Linked DNA regions of Ovis aries: region 1 is linked to region 2. The links are chromatin contacts, called in public Hi-C maps. All regions are on one chromosome and are shown on one strand. Each heading gives the region's core, a stretch centred on a gene start, on an enhancer-like site or on the middle of the called end of the contact. The rest is flanking DNA. Distances are from core to core; before and after follow the strand shown. Region 1 overlaps NOL4L (nucleolar protein 4 like). Region 2 holds the start of ASXL1 (ASXL transcriptional regulator 1).

The links. Hi-C and Micro-C count contacts between places; a contact is called where the count stands out from the background.
Region 1: a Hi-C map of liver shows a contact between it and region 2, with 2.0 times the contacts expected there. The contact joins the enhancer-like site here to the promoter of ASXL1 in region 2. A contact is called at or near these places in 3 of 16 Hi-C or Micro-C datasets (hypothalamus, liver and tail adipose tissue).

What each region holds. Positions count from the first base shown.
Region 1 is chr13:61,541,220-61,546,251 of ARS-UI_Ramb_v3.0, reverse strand. NOL4L (nucleolar protein 4 like) reads left to right here. Exons shown (of 11, transcript XM_060397694.1): 11 at 3,188-5,032. The coding sequence ends at 3,408. Among named protein-coding and RNA genes, the nearest start is that of ASXL1, 75 kb to the right of the region's middle. Within about 2 kb of position 1,956, at least 9 of the 54 cell types and tissues checked have an H3K27ac peak or open chromatin away from gene starts, as enhancers often do. A contact at or near this core is called in liver, where this site is marked.
Region 2 is chr13:61,466,191-61,470,770 of ARS-UI_Ramb_v3.0, reverse strand. ASXL1 (ASXL transcriptional regulator 1) reads right to left here and starts at 2,229. Exons shown (of 13, transcript XM_060397690.1): 1 at 1,728-2,229; 2 at 927-1,055. LOC121816204 (a long non-coding RNA gene) reads left to right here and starts at 2,314. Exons shown (of 2, transcript XR_006055682.2): 1 at 2,314-2,467.

The DNA.
Region 1 (5,032 bases), core at 707-3,206, 76 kb before region 2:
GGACCCTCCCCATCTTGTCATTTTAGCCGTCCTCAGAAGGGAAGGCTAAATAAACCACTACCTACTACTCCTTTCTTGGCTCCCAGGAGGCTTGCTGGGCCTCTCCCTGGTTCCCTGCCCCCACCCGCCACTGCAAGCAGAGTCCCAGCGCTTTACCTGGCACTCGTCTTACTGAAAATGACCAGGTCTTGTGCCCAGGTCTCCCAACGTTGATGGCAGAGCCAGGATTCAGCCCCAGGCAGGTCACCTCCCCCGCCAGGCCACAGGTCATGACCTCAGGTGTGAGATGAAGGTTCAAGGGAGCACGGTGGGGCCCCACCTAGGTCACCTGGGGGCAGCGAGTGGGTCGCCATCTGTCCCCTCTCCACCCCCAGGTGCTCTCTGTAACTCTTCCCAGGTGACTGATGCAGACAGGACACAGATCAGTGTTGGAGAGAAACAGCCCCCCAAAGATACAAACCTCCCCATGGAGCCAGGTGCTACCCTGAGTGGGGGCCTCGGGCCCTTTCATAGGGAGGCCTGGGGGGTGGGAGCAACTGGGGAAGAACAGTGCCCCCGTGGAGAGCAGGCTGGGGGCGATCCTGGGGCTTCCTGGGTCAGGCATTTGGGTTTTGTTCTGTGTGTGGTGGGAGCCACGGATAGGCTCTAAGCAAAGGAGGCTGTGAGTTGTGCTGTCCACCCTTGTGTGATTTTAACGTGGAGGCCAGGAGGCCGAAGCAGCGTGCTTTGGGGGCATTCAGAGGTGAGGAAGAGCCGATGGTGACAGCAAGCTGCTGCTTGAGGAGTAGGTTAGAGGAAGGTGCCACCTGCAGGCCAGGGAACTCTGGTTCTAGGTCTTGGCCAAATGTGCCTGAGATTTCCTCTCAAGCCCTTGTCCTTGGCCGCAGGAGGGAGACCCCTCGCGGGTCCCTTCCCATGGCAGAGAGCTCAGGCACCTGCCACTCCCCTTGCTCCCCACCACTGGGAAATATGTGAGGGTCCCTGAAGGATTCCTGCCTGGGCTTAACTTCTCATCCTTCCTAATGCCTCTTAACCTAAAATAAGAGGCTGCCTGGCCCTAATCCCTGAGGCTGAGGCCAGAGTGGCCGGCTGCAGGCAGGCTGGGGAGGGCTGTCCCAGGTGGGCTGCTTTCCTTCCAGGAGGAAGCACCATCGGACAGCCCTGCTGCTTGGGGACCTGGTTAGAGTGGGTCTGGAGAAGGAGCGGCGGCAGGGAGGTTAGAGTCCCCTGTCGTGCCTGGGGAGAGCCCTTCCCAGGCGGCGGGCGATGGTGGTAAGCCCCCGCCTGGGGCCACGCAGCAGGGCCCGTCTCACGGCACAGCCGCCAGGGCTCTCCACCTCTCTACCTGTTTGTTCACTCTTGCCGGAGAGGCTTCAAGGCAGGCCACTAGCTCAGTCTCCCCTGGTTCCTTAGGCGTGGGCAGTGAGGTCACAGAAGCCAAGTTCTGCTCGCTGACCTCCTGCCTGGGGCAGCCACATCCTGTTTGGGTCCAGCACTTGGAAGAAGACCGCACGCAGCCCCAGTTCCACTGCCCTCCCAGCGACAGCCCTTAACGTGGGGTCAGTCGGTCTGGTGTCTTGGCTGGGTCGTCCTGCCAGTGGGTTAGAGCCCCTCACTTAGCTCATGAGTGGGTCAGGGAACCCAGATCAGCCCAGATAAGCCTTAGGCTCGCCTGTCTTCCCTGGGGTGCTGGGCAAGTTGCCCTCTAGCAACACCCTGAGTAACCAGAGCCCCCGGGGAAAGACAGAAGGACTGCTCTGAGCCCAGCAGTAAACAGGACCCTGCTTGGGGGTGGAGGGAGGAAAGAGAGGAAGCCCAGGGCCAGCTCACACCGATGTGGCAGGCGCCTCTGGCCTTCCACTGCCATCCCCAGGCAGTGTCCTGAGGGCACCTAACCCTGCCACAGCCAGGACCCACTGCAGAGTCCCCGCCTGCTTCCAGCCTGTCCCGGCAGCCACCGCTGTAGGCGGCAGCCACCTGCTTGGCTGCTCTTCCCAGCAGTTCACGCCTCCAGTCCTTCTTCCTGTGCTTCAATAGACTTCCCTTGACCCTCAATCCCAAGGATGTTCCTTAGCAAGCCGGTTCCTAGGACCTCCTACTTGGCATGCTGTTCTCTGGTTAGAGAGGAAATAGCCCCATGTGACAAACCATCCCACCCTAGACTCCAGCTCCCTTCCCCATCTGGGGGCTGAAGCAGGTTCCCACTACCAACAGTCGTTTCCAGAATTGCTCCCAAGACGTTACTTGCAGTCTGTGTCTCCAGTGCCAAGCTTATCCATCTCTATAGCAACATAAAAACTGGCACTGTAGGGAGCTCCCTGGTGGTCTAGTGGTTAGGATTCCAGGCTCTCCTTGCCATGGCGTGGATTCAGTCTCTGGTCATGAACTGAGATCTCACAAGACTTGTGACACAGCAAAAACAAAACAAAACAAAACAAAACCTGCCACTGTAGATGCAATGATGAGTGAAACCAGCTGTCAGAACCAATGGGGTAGAGAGGAGCTGGCTTATCGGGGAGAACAGCCTTAAACACCCATGTGCACCTCAGCGCAGGGCAGGGCACAGGGACCTAGCTGGGTGAGAAAAGGCCTCCCAGGGAAGCTCCAACTCCTACACTGAGCTCCAGACCCTCTTCTTTGGCTTTCTTCTTGCTGAATGCCTGGAAAGAATGCTCTTCAAATTTCAGGCATTTTTGTCTTTCTTGGAAGCCCTTTCCCAGTGGCCCTTCCATAGACTGAGCAGCCCCGGCCTCACTGAGGGGTTCACCAGCATGGCTCAGCCCCACAATAGCCTCTTGGTGCTGCAGCTGAGAGCCGGGGGCCCAGGGCAGTTAGGAGTTGCCTAGAGTGGCCAAACAGGCCGCCAGTCCGGGTTTCTGACTCCAAACCCACAGCCCACCCCGTAGAGGTATTTGGGAAAGATGGAGAGGAACTCCCACCCGCCCCCCACCCGCACACCTCCCCTGTGTGTTTCAGTTAGATTGCAGACTCCCTCTTGCCCGCCACTGTTCACAAGCAAAGGGGAGGTGATTTCTCTGGAGGGTACCTCTGGGTCCCATCTTACCTTTTGACCCTCACACGCCCACCCTTTCGAAGCACTAGGGGCACAACCATGGAGACAGATGAGGGTCTCGGGTCCCCCGAAGAGAGGAAAGGATGCCCCTCACCCTGGCTCCCCTCTCTGCAGGGCCCACGGACCTCAGCATGAAAGGCGGGGCCTCTACCACCTCCACCACGCCCACGCCCACCCCCTCCAGCAACAGCACCAGCCGGACCATGCCCACCGCCCAGCTCAGCCCCACCGAGATCAGCGCCGTGCGGCAGCTCATCGCTGGCTACCGAGAGTCCGCCGCCTTCCTGCTGCGCTCGGCAGATGAACTGGAGAACCTCATTCTGCAGCAGAACTGACCCTGCGGCTGGTGGAGTGCACTACCCTAGGGAAGGAGGCTCTCCCGGCCCTGGACCGGCTTCCCGCCTCACCAGTTTGGTACCTTTTGTTTTTTGAAAGAGGTGGATCCAAAAGAGCTGTTTCTAAGCCACACTCCAAGCGCCTGAGACTCTGGGCACAAGGACACTTTTTTTTTTTTTTTTGGAATCTCACCACACGGGTGCTCTGACCTGCTTGGAAGAGGCCAACGGGGCAGCTTCGGAAGGGCTGGGCTCCTCCTCCCCGACGAGGCGCTGGGGCCACAGCTCTGTGTAGAATCATCTTCGTGGGCCCTGATGTTAGACCCCCCACCCCCAGATAATTACCTTTCAAGTCTTAGGTGAGCAGAATCGCATATTTATTGAGAAAAACAAAGTGGACCCTTTCTTCCTCTCCCCTTAGTAATTTATTTTTCTGAAAATGGATTCTTTTGTGTTTGTACAGATTGCCAGTCTGTGTGTGTCTGATCAGAAGGCTGTGTCCCTGTGACCTAACGTTCCATATCACTACACTGGCACGGGCTGGGGGCCAGCAGGGCGGGGCGGCGGGGGCACCGGGCCGGTCGGCTCTCGAGTGCCCGGCACTGCCAAGCAGGAGGGCTTCACCCACACCCACTGCAGAGCAAAGACAGGAAAAAATGGCTCCCCACCCCCTACCCCCACAGACGCTCCAGGCACACGGTCACCCGTATTCTACCTCACACTCCAGCATGGGCTTTTCCAGGGTGTGCCCCGAGCCTGTTCCGAACGGCTGTCTCCCACCTGCCCCCCAAGGGTGTCTGCCCGGGAGCTAAGTCCCAAGGGGGAGGCCAGAAGCTGGAGCCCTGGGAGGACCTCGGCCCACGAAAGCCGCCACTGGCTGTCCCCAGGCCTCGGCGCTTGACGGGACAGAGAGCTGGGAGATGACAGCTGGTCAGCAGGGCCCTTGCCCTCAGCCTGCCCCAGGGGCCAGGTCTGCACACGTCTCTGCACAGGCTCTGGCCCCTTGGACACCTGCAGCCTTGGAGGGCCCCGTTTCTTCAGGGACCCCGGCTGTCAGAAAAGGCAGCTGTGAGCTACCAGGCGGACTGCAGCTCCCTCCCCCATGCCCCCGTGGTTGGACTAAAAGGGACCATCAGAGAAATGGAGAAGCCACTGGGGTTCTCCAAGGACCAGCCCTTCTGAAGGGGCCAGTCCTAGAAGAAACCCATAATCCCTGGAGTGTGAGAAAGGGCAAACAAAAGGCTGGCCTGGTTTCCTTCCTCCCCAGTAGGCACTTCCTCTTGCTCAGTGCAATACCTACCAGTGCTGCTAAAACCAGGGATTTGCCCAGACCTCACAAGGCCCGCAGGGCCTCTCCGTGCACCACTCTGTAGCCATGACAGCAGCTCTCTGCTGCCCGCCCCTGCCCAGATGGCAGAAGCCCTCTGTTGCCTTTCCTCCCTCAGAGCAAAGAGGTCCCAGGGGAGCCCGGGCCAAGGGGACCCTAGGATCAAGAGCCACTCGACCCCAAAGCAGGCACCCCCTCCCAAACCAGCTTTTCTGCAGCCAGCTGCCTGCCGGCACTGTGGCAGACCGCCCTCAGGAGGGGTAGGGAGAGGGTTCCAGCGAGGACGCCTCCCCCTCT
Region 2 (4,580 bases), core at 980-3,479:
CAGAGGAGAATTTCAATGAACAGCCTCAACCTCCAGGAGAAAGCAAGCACATCCTTCTGGCTCTCACTACTCTCCTCTAGGCCTAAATCTGTTTCCAGGTGAAGCAATCCTGGAGAAATCTGAAACTTCCAAGAGATTCTGAAAGCTAACCAAAGGTTCCAAATTTGACTGCATCCAAAAAACATACTTAAGTACTTCAAAATCTTCAAATTTCATATGCCAAACCAAAACAAAGTAACTGAAGCACAAAACTTCAACATACAAACTAATTGCTACTTCCCTTTCTTGGGCAAAAAAGGTATGAGAAAGATAATCAGGTACACCAGTGAAATTTCTCCTACACACCAAACAGCATTCCCTCTTTTAAGTCAGTAACTGAGTTTTAAGGCTCCAAGAAAGAAGAGTGTACCACAGATTTGTAAAAACCTCCAACACATATTCATCTTTTTTGCTCAACACCTCTGAGGCAGGAACCTCACTTCCCAATAAAATTAAAGATTAGAAGGCTGAGCTTCATTCATCATTAAAAGTAAATTACAGCAATTTCATATAAACTATAGGGTGTCAAGACACAAGGATGCTATCTGCACTATAACCCTGCTTTGTGACAGTTCTAAGAAGTGATATCTCTGAGACAAGTGTAACCTGCTACTATTGTCATCAGCGAGATTTTATAAGAACATGTCTCGAAGTGTCTTCACTTTCTGGGTGCAAATCCACAGGAATATATTTCACTTGCAAGTCCTCTGACATTTTGGGACAACAGAAGATTCACAAAAACCGCATTACCAGGCAGCTTCAAATACTCAAATTACTCTCTCCTTTGCTAAATCCTCAGTGAGCAGTGTCTTCAAACAGAGACACTTGGTCTTTGTTCAACACTTCATGTTTACATGCAAGAGGACACTAAAAAATAGAGAACACACGCAAACATTCTTTACAAAGTGTAGTTAGCTGTCTGCAGACTGCCTATCTTCGGGCTAGCTTGTGGACTCGGCTCAGCAGATCTCAAAGTGTGGTCCGTGGGTCACCTGCATTACAGCCAACCTGAGAAGCTGGTCAAAATGAAGATACTCAGGTTCTACTCCAGAATCTCAGACTCATTAGGTCTTAAGTAGGGCCCTAGGATGAACATTCTTAACAACCTCCCCAGGTGCCCCCACAGGACACTAAAGTTTGAAAACCAAGGCTCAGGGTTCAGGCTGGGAGTGAGCCTTTGCTTCCCTTCACACCGGTTTAGATTGCGAAAGCTCAAAATGCCACTCGCGTCCTTCAGACTGGGGGGGCTCTTTCCCATCCCTAGCCAAAAGCACCACCCCACTGCCCACCAGGAAGCGAGGGAGGAGCTTCCGACCCTTCCCGGAAACCTAACTCCCCCGAGTGCACAAACGAAGCTTCCCCAGACCCCCTAGACGCTGCCAAATAGTGGGGGAAGGGAGGCTGGGGCCCCGCCGCCCAGAGGAGGAGGAGCCGGCCCGCCAGCTCGACCCTCCGCAGGAATTTGGGGGGGGGGGGGGGGGGGGCGTGCAGAAAAAGGCGCCACATCCGACCCGGCGGGGGACCTCTCCCCACCCAACGCCTTAGGGGGTTGTCCCGTTCCGGGAGGAAGGTGGCCCGCCCCCTCCTGCAGTGGGCAGGGCTTCGCCCCTCCCCCTCCCCGTGGGGGGGTGCTCGGCGAGCCCACCCCTCACAACCCCCACCGAGGCCCCCTCGGCTGCTAGCCTCACCAGGCGCGCGGCCTCGGCCCACGTGCGCTCCTTCTTCCTCTTCTGTTTGTCCTTCATCCTCCTCCTCCCCGGCGGCGGCGGCAGCTCCACGCGGGACCTCCGGGCGGGGCGAGCGGCGGCGCGGGGCTGGGGCGGCGGCGGCGGCGGCGGCGGCGGGGGGCGCGTGGCGGCGGCGACGCGCGAGGACTCGGGTGCGGCCGGGGAGAGGGGGCGGGCGCGCGGGGACCGGCTGGCGCGAGACCCGGCGCGAGGGCGGCGGTGGGGGAGGGGTGGCGGCTCCACGCGCCCGCGCTGCGTCAGTCGCCCGCGGCGGCGGCGGCGGCGAAGAAGGCAGTAGCCCCGCGATCGCTAAGGAATGCGGCGGCTCCGCATAACCACGGGGTCAGAGGTCACGGCTCCGGCCTCTGCTTTCCCGCTCTGCTAAGAGGCCAAGACCCGACTGGCGGCGGGGCGGGAAGGCGAGAATCGGCTTTCCCCTCGGCGCCCGGGTGTATGCGTGTCTGCCGTGGGTGTGTGTGAGTGTGTGTGAAGAGTGAGGAGGGGGAGTGTGGGGTTTTTTTTTTTTTTGAACAAAAACAAACCGAAAGGGCGGCTGGGAGTCGTAGTCCCGGCTGCCTCTCTGGCCTCCCCCGCTCCGGAAGAATATGGCTGCATGAAACTCTTGGACCACACTTCCCGACGTGCCCTGCGTCCCGTCTTTTCCGCCCTCCCCTCCCTTCCTTTTCCCCGCGCAGAGCTCGGTAGGGAATGGGGGACGGGCAGTCGTTCGGGGAAGGGGCTGGGCGAGTCTCGCGAGGTGCGGGAACTGGTTGGGGGCCCGAGGCATTGTGGGAGGTGGTGCTGGGAAGGGGCGGTGGCCCGCTGCCCTCCTACCCCGAGCTGCGTTTAACCCCTTCGGCGCGTCTCGTCTTCGGGCCGACGCGCGGCTAAGGGTGCGAATAGAGAACTGGTAGCTCGACTCCCAGCGCCCACTTTTCCCCGTCTCCGCCTAAGCTGTTCTCACTGATACTTCTTGTAGGTGACTAGAGACAGGACTTTCCCTTTTGGTCCTCCCCTAAATGACTCACCGCCGCATAATAATGAGACAGAAAGACACTTATACCAGTAAAACGGTTATTGCGCGATTGATGGACCTAAACAGTTAGTTCCCCATTTCCTCCTGTGCTTTCATGCCGGTGTACGTTTGCAGAAGCTGCACCCGCAGCCTACAGCGTTCTTACCACCTGGTGAACTTGATAAGATTACGGGTTGTGTCAAGAACTTGGACTTTGGAGCCATGCTTACCAGAATGCACCTGAGACCTTTTTAGAAGCACTACCCCAGAGGAAACACAGAAATGGAGTCAAAAGAACCTAGAGCCGAATCCTGGCTAAACCATTCCGTGGCTATCACAGTATTTTTGAGATGAATAGCAGCGTAAAACACCTGGCAGGTTGGAAGAGGGTGTGCAGGGGGAACCCTGACATTAGGTCCGTATAATTTGGCTCCTGGCATAGAGTAAGTGTTTAATCATTGGTACAGCCTAAGAGACAATGAGCAACGTACTTACCCTCTCCAAGCTTTGGTTGCAGAAGCATGAAATGAAATGAGGTTCAGAGTACCCAACACATAGGTTTTCTGTGCCTATTTATTGAATCAGCCAACTGCCCAGAAGCATCGCAAGAATCAGTCCTAAACTGGATAATGGCCAATTCTTTAAAATTAGACAGGAGGTGTCACTGGTCACATTTGAAAGGATTCCCGCAGTGAGGAAGCACACCTTCCACTCCCTGGTGTTAGCACATGGGAGAGCCAGTGATGAGGGAAGATAAACAGGGTGCTGCCCACGTGGAACACCATGGAGTTCAGTGCTCCCCCTTCAAATTCTCATCACACAGGAGGCTTTCAGGTCCAGTAAACAAAATCCTGCAAGGTGAATAGACTGTGCAAGGTAAAATAAGGCATGGTTTTGTTGGGGGTTTTTTTGGCATGTGGGATGTTAGTTTCCTGACCAAGGATGGAACCTGTGCACCTTTAAGTGGAAGCACAGAGTGGGAATCACTAGACTGCCAGGGAATCCCTAAGCGTGTTTTCTAATCTTCTGTCCCCTTCTAACTTCACCCCAATGCGGGGAAAGAAGAACCCCATTTCCATGATGAAAAACAGTGTTTGACCTGACTTTTCACAAAAGGGTGATGGTGGTGGTACTGGTTTAATGTATAACCTTTGACAGGTCATTTGGCCTGTTTAAAATCTTTTCTTGAGTAGCTTCATCCCACTACCACCCCTGCCCCACTGACCTCCAGAGAGTCACCAGAGAAGATTTATTCTAAAATGTACACGTTTAGTATAGGCACTGTGGTTGGCAGAATAATGTTCTTATTGCCCGGCTGCCAAAAAAAAGAAAAACTATGCTCTAGTCCCTGGAATCTGTGAATATGTTATATTCCATGGGAAATAGGACATTGCAGATGGAATTAAGGACCATAAAATAGGGAGATTATCCTGGATTATATGGGTGAACCCAGTGTAATCACATGGACCCTTGAAGGCAAAAGAGATGGCTTGGAGAGAAATGGCAGAAAAGAATCAGATTGGAAGCTTGAGAAGTCAACCCACTGTTGCTGAAGGGGTCATGAGCCAGGGAATGTCAGAAGCCTTTAGAAGCAGCGAACCTGTCCACAAGTAATGGGACCTCAGTTCAACAGTCATGGGGGACTGAGATTTCATAACCTGAATGAGCCTGGAAGCACGTTCTCCCCGTCTCTCATCCTGCAGAGAGAAGTCCAGTCCTGCTAACAGGCTGATTTTAGCCAGATCAGAGAACCAGCTGACCCACGCAGTCCAGACTTGTGACCCGTAGAAAGTGTAAGA